Linked DNA regions of Mus musculus: region 1 is linked to region 2. The links are chromatin contacts, called in public HiChIP or PLAC-seq maps. All regions are on one chromosome and are shown on one strand. The core of a region is the stretch at or near the end of the contact, and the rest is flanking DNA. Distances in the headings are between cores, read along the strand shown.

Evidence for each region. HiChIP or PLAC-seq counts read pairs in DNA pulled down with a chosen protein or histone mark.
Region 1: an H3K27ac HiChIP or PLAC-seq map of the NIH/3T3 cell line shows a contact between it and region 2, with 3 times the contacts expected there. The contact joins two enhancer-like sites. A contact is called at or near these places in 2 of 484 Hi-C or Micro-C datasets (cortical neurons and nephron progenitors), 2 of 115 datasets of contacts at active chromatin or transcription factors (the NIH/3T3 cell line and pancreatic cancer cells) and 1 of 9 other capture datasets (adipose tissue).

Annotation. Positions count from the first base shown.
Region 1 is chr10:68,155,150-68,157,849 of GRCm38.p6, reverse strand. The region is part of intron 4 of Arid5b (AT rich interactive domain 5B (MRF1-like)); the gene reads left to right. Gm51770 (a long non-coding RNA gene) reads right to left here. Exons shown (of 3, transcript XR_003948901.1): 1 at 1,717-2,700. Among named protein-coding and RNA genes, the nearest start is that of Gm51770, 5.4 kb to the right of the region's middle. Within about 2 kb of position 1,444, at least 72 of the 459 cell types and tissues checked have an H3K27ac peak or open chromatin away from gene starts, as enhancers often do. A contact at or near this core is called in the NIH/3T3 cell line and pancreatic cancer cells, where this site is marked.
Region 2 is chr10:67,898,177-67,900,876 of GRCm38.p6, reverse strand. All of the region lies in intron 2 of Zfp365 (zinc finger protein 365), which reads left to right. Among named protein-coding and RNA genes, the nearest start is that of Zfp365, 13 kb to the left of the region's middle. Within about 2 kb of position 1,351, at least 72 of the 459 cell types and tissues checked have an H3K27ac peak or open chromatin away from gene starts, as enhancers often do. A contact at or near this core is called in the NIH/3T3 cell line and pancreatic cancer cells, where this site is marked.

The sequences.
Region 1 (2,700 bases), core at 195-2,694, 260 kb before region 2:
AAGCCCATTGGTGTCTGCTGCCTAAAATGAGCTAGGTGACCTGCATCGCCATGTCTCCTGCAAGAGCAGCCGGATATTACAACAGAGGAGTAATTAAAAGAACATACCAAAGACAGATGTCTCTCATGCATGCCACTACATGCTACGAAACGGAGGAGCCACACCACAGCTCCCGTATTTACACAAAGCCCTGAAGTTGTCTGTGTCTAAGGAAACAAGCCAACTCATGCAGGCTGACCCCCAGGGGCCATCAGAGCTAAAGTCCATGGGAAGCTTATTTGCATTTAAATGGCAAATTGGAAACATTTTTCGAAGATAGTTGATGAACATATTCCAAAATGGCTTTCATTAAATAGGAGCCCAAGATGTGAATTTGCATAGATGGTGCTGGCCTTGTAAATTCTCCCGTGCTCCTTGGGAAAAAAACAGCTGAGAAGCAACAAGTTGGCTGCCTAATAAGGCCCCTAACGGACTTCCTTCTCAGGACTTTAGAGAGGTATAGACGCTAGCTGGCTCATTTACCTCTTGCTGCGTCTTTCCTCCATCCCCCAACTGAGCCTATGGACCACCTGGCCAGGCAGAACACCAAAGAGAGTGGCCCAAGGCTTTCCTCTCCCTCACGAATTGAGCATATGACTTGTGAGTCAATACAGGTGACAAGGTCAGTTTGTCTGTCCACTCACACATAATCCAATTGAGATTTATGGGTTATCAGCTATGTCCTTGTGTGGAATCCTACATAAGGAAATGAACCAGCGGGCCGTAGTACAATAAAGAACACAACCCCGTGCTACTTCCAGGAGCTCGCATTCCAGGGTGGGGACTTGCAAATTACAGTGCGAACTGTGAATAAATACCATCCCGGAGCAAAGTGAATCCTTCCTGTCAGCTTCGGCAGACAGAGAAGATAGTTTTAACTTTTGTTTTTTATTTTCCCCTTGCATATTTTACTGGAACTCACGTAACAGGGCCTGGCACATTTTACCCAGTGACTAATATATTAATCCCACTCTCCTCTTAGCCGTGTGGGAATGTCAGTTGAGTCAGGGTTTAAAAATGGGACTTGGGGAGATTTGCTCTAGATCTGTTGACTAATATCAATTAAACCCCAGAACATCACACACAAATTGAAGATGTCTTTTTCACTCTTCTTAAAGACCCAAAGATGCACCTAGCTAATAACCTGTTCCACATCCTTAATAAAGACCAGGCTAATTAAAAATTGTTTGCCGCCTGAAAATGAATAAATGAAGAACCATATATTAAAATCAGCAACTTCCTTTGGCAGAAGACGCTGAATGTGGGCTAGGGGGAATGAAAGAAATAATTGTGAGCTTTTTATCATCTATGATGACGCATACAAATGAGGGGTTGTGTCACCCTGACAAGGCACAGGGGGAAGGAGACTCTTGGCAGAATTGGCAGCCAGGGTTAGTATCTGCAGTACAGAAGCAAAAAGGATCAGAGTCAGTGTGTTATGTTTTAAATCTGAAATGCCGCCTCCCACCCCCCAGCCCCAGAGATTCATGCTTGGATTAATTGTTCCCACATGGTGGCGCTATTCTTCAAGTGTCATGGAGCCCTTGGGAGATGGAACCTAGCGAGCAAAAATTGGTCACTGGGGGTGGGTCTCTGAAGGTCTTGCTCTCCGCTCTGCTTGCTGACCTGTCCTAATGTAAAAATTTCTATCATATAGCCCAGTCCCCATGAACTAACCTGCTCCCACAGTGATGATGGGATTCCAGTCCTTCTGAAACTGGGAACCAGAAGAAGCCTTTCCTACCTGAGTAGCCAGGACGCTGAGTTTCTTCTTCTTTCTGTCCCCCACTTTTCTAGGCTGTACACCAAGCTACATCTTGCTCCATCCCTTATCTGTCATCTTGAGTCTCCCTTCTGTAGGCCTGTGATATGAGGCTCCTCACTAGCTGATGTGTTTATCTTGCAGTAAGAGGACAGAGGTGCCTCCCTTGGGTTCTGTAGAGCCTGGAAAGTTGGGACCTCTGTTTAGATCTTAATGTATGTTGTCCTCCATCAGGCTAGAACCTGTACATGCATGCTTCCTAAAAAAGAAACTCACTCATCTGACCCACCAGACTGGTGGTGACTTCTTTCTTCCTGCAGACTTTAATTGGAGCATCGCTCTTCCTAGATCTCTTCCCCTATGACTCCATGAGGTCAGTGTCTCTGTGACACTCCAAGAACCCTTACTGGTCCCTTTATACAACTCTCACAATCTCACTAGAGATATATTGGGATGCTTGATATCCTTTGCGTGTAGCTCACTGATCCAAGCTAGCAGTGAATAAACTGAGCTTAATCTATCTTAAATTCACAGAGGAACTGTATAGGAAGTATACGCCAGTTGCCCTTGCGGTCTGCTTTAAATAAGGCCCCGCTTGCTTGCATATCAAGCCAGGCTGCTGTGTAGAGTGAAGAAGCACAGAGCGAGAGCTGAAGAAGACGCATACATACCTTTAATCCCAGCTTTTGTGAGGTAGAGGCAGGAGGATCACTTCAAGTTTGAGGCACGTTCCAGGCTGGCTAGGGACCTAGCAAAACCTTGTCTCAAAGCCAGAAAAGAATAAAGAGGAAGATGGCAGAGCCAAGGCAGTAACTGACGACTGCTTGTGGGTCTGAGGTGGGTTCACTGACCGTTGCCTCTTGCTCCTAGTGTCTGTGTCTCGGGTTCCTCCTCTTTAG
Region 2 (2,700 bases), core at 102-2,601:
ATGAAATGGGTAAGTCACACAACTGGTCTCCTGTGGTGTGTGCCCTGACAGGGTTCTAAAGGGTTCTGTGGGAGTGCACAACCCTTTGTCACTACAATTAGGGGTGTGGAAATGGTTTCTGCAGGGAGACCTTGAGGTTACAGATAGCAGTAAGACAGGGGACCAGGGAGAGGTTTTAGCTGAGAGATCAGCTTGTCACAGGTGTGAATCTGGCTGGGTGCTAAGATGCAGGAAGTCAGAAAGATAAGAAATGGTCTTTTATAGCAAGTTGGAATAGGTGATAGGGGCCATCTGTTGTCGCTCCTTAATAATGTTCAACGAATGCATGCAAATTGTGAATATCATACATGATATATTGTTCACTTCTGTCAGTTTGTTCACCCATGCTATGTGTATGTGAATATGTATGTTTGCATGTGTGCTTGAGTTTATGTGTGCGTGAAAGTGCATGTGTGGCCTGTGTGTGTGTGGTGTGTCTGCCTGTATTTGTGTGTATATGCGTGTGTATTATGTCTGTGTGTGCACCTGTGTGTGTACATGAGTGTTTGTGGTGTGTCTGTGTGTGCATGTGTGCATGTGTAATTTCTCTGTGTGTGCATGTGTGTGGGTGCTTGTGCATGATGTGTGTTTAGTATGTCTGTGTGTGTGTGTATGTGTGTGTGTGTGTGTGTGTGTGTGTGTATGTGTGTGTGTGTGTGTGTCTGAAATCCAGAAGTCAACCTTGGATGTAGTTCTTCAGGTGCCATCCACCTTGCTTTTGAAGATAGTCTTTCACTGGTCTTGGGCTCACAAATAGGCTAGGATGGCATGCCAGTGATTGTCTGTCTGACTCTACCTCCGCTGTGCTGGGATTATAGCCTGGAGGCCACCACACCAAGATGTTTTTATCCCCTGAGCCTTCTCCTCCCTGCACCTACCACTGTCTAAATTAGCTTCTAGGTGTGATGATCACATGACAGTGCATTTTGATTTTTTTCCCCAAGGTTAGCTGCCTTTAACTCATCTCGGAAGAGGTGATCCAAGGGTTGGCAAGTTAAAGGTATTTATTATCATGCCTGAAGACCTGAGTTTGAACCCCAGAATCCACATAGTAGAAAGAGAGAATTCAGTCCTGTGACCCTCACATATTCACTCTGGCATGTACATGCATGTTTGTGAGAATGCACACACACACACACACACACACACACGCAAGTAAATAAATAAATACAATAATAAAAGTAATATATTCAGCTTGCAGAGTTTATGGCTGTCCTATAAATGACTAAAGAGATGAGTAAGCAAATATTCTCTTCTCACTAAAGTTCTGGCCTTATAGAAAGGGCTTTCCCCTCTGTGCCTCCTTTGGCTGTGTTAATTTCAAAATGCCTTTGAGTCCTGGGGATGAATCAGTGTCTCAGGGCTGCAGATCACTCTGCATAGTGATGAAGCTTCAATGTCAAATTCTTACACCGTGCCTGGCATTTCCCCCCTTTTAGAGTCAAATGTTACTTTTAATAGGCATACTTTCCATAAAATCTTGGGTTTAATTCTATTTTGCTCTTCTTCTTAAAGAGTAAGTGGTAAAGATGGGACAGGAAGTGACTTAGGAGTAGTTAAAGAGATTTATTCCCCCTACACCCTGGCTTAATTTCACTAAGATTGGCCCTTATCTTTGTGTCTGGCCTTTGGAAGCGTCACACAGTGTTCTGACTCAGCAGGACAAGAACCTAAATTATAGCCATGAATGAGTTTCACTGTCCTGTAAGATTGCATCATGTTCTGCTCCTTCTTAGTCATAAGCCTTGACATTGGATATTTCGGGCTCTACTGCTTATAATGTCTGCCTTAGCCACCACACAAAACGTCCTAACTGCTAGCCCAAACCACAGATTTTAGGAAAAGTATCTCCCTCAGAACAATTTAGTGGGAAGAGGGACATTGTTTCTAAAAAGTTTCACAGGTATGGTTTACTTGTAAATTTTTTATTCATTGTTGTTGCCTGTGTGGGTGGGTGTGGCTGGGCGGAGTGGAGGTCAAAGGACAATTTTCAGGAGCTGGTAGTCTCCTATTTTTTGTTGGTTGTGGAGACCAAACTCAAGTTGCAGGCTCATGCTGCCAGCTCTCTTACTCAGTGAGTCTGCTCACCCACCCTCGGAGCACCTCCAACCGGCAGCTTCCCAGAGCCCAGCCAAGCTTCAGTAGCTCTATATTCAGTGGAGCACAAATTTACTGTTTGGGGGGCGGGGAATTAGATGAAAGAAATATGGGGTCACACAGAGACCCAGTGAGATGGCTAAGGAGTGTCTGAATCTCCTTCACGGACGGCAGCAGGTGACACCAGGCCAAACCTTAACAACAACTGGTAGTTTCTAAATGCGTATATGTGTGGGTTCTGAAGCCACATCATGAGTATTTTGTTCTCTTATATGGAGAGCCATTGTGCGCTGGGTGCCTTGAGCAAGTGTTTTATGGTTTAGAGTATAATTGCTACAGAAGTTATAAATACATTGTGGTTAACTTCCTGCGTTTTGGTGTTTTGGTGTTGAGGCAGAGTCTCACGTAGTCCAGGCCGTCCCTGAACTCACTAGGTAGTCAAGGATGACCTTGAACTTGGAAACCTCCACCTCCCAAGTGTTGAGCTTAACAGGCCATGCTCAACTGTATACGGTTCTAGGGATCAAACCCAAGGCTTCTCACATGCCAGGACAGCAGTCTACC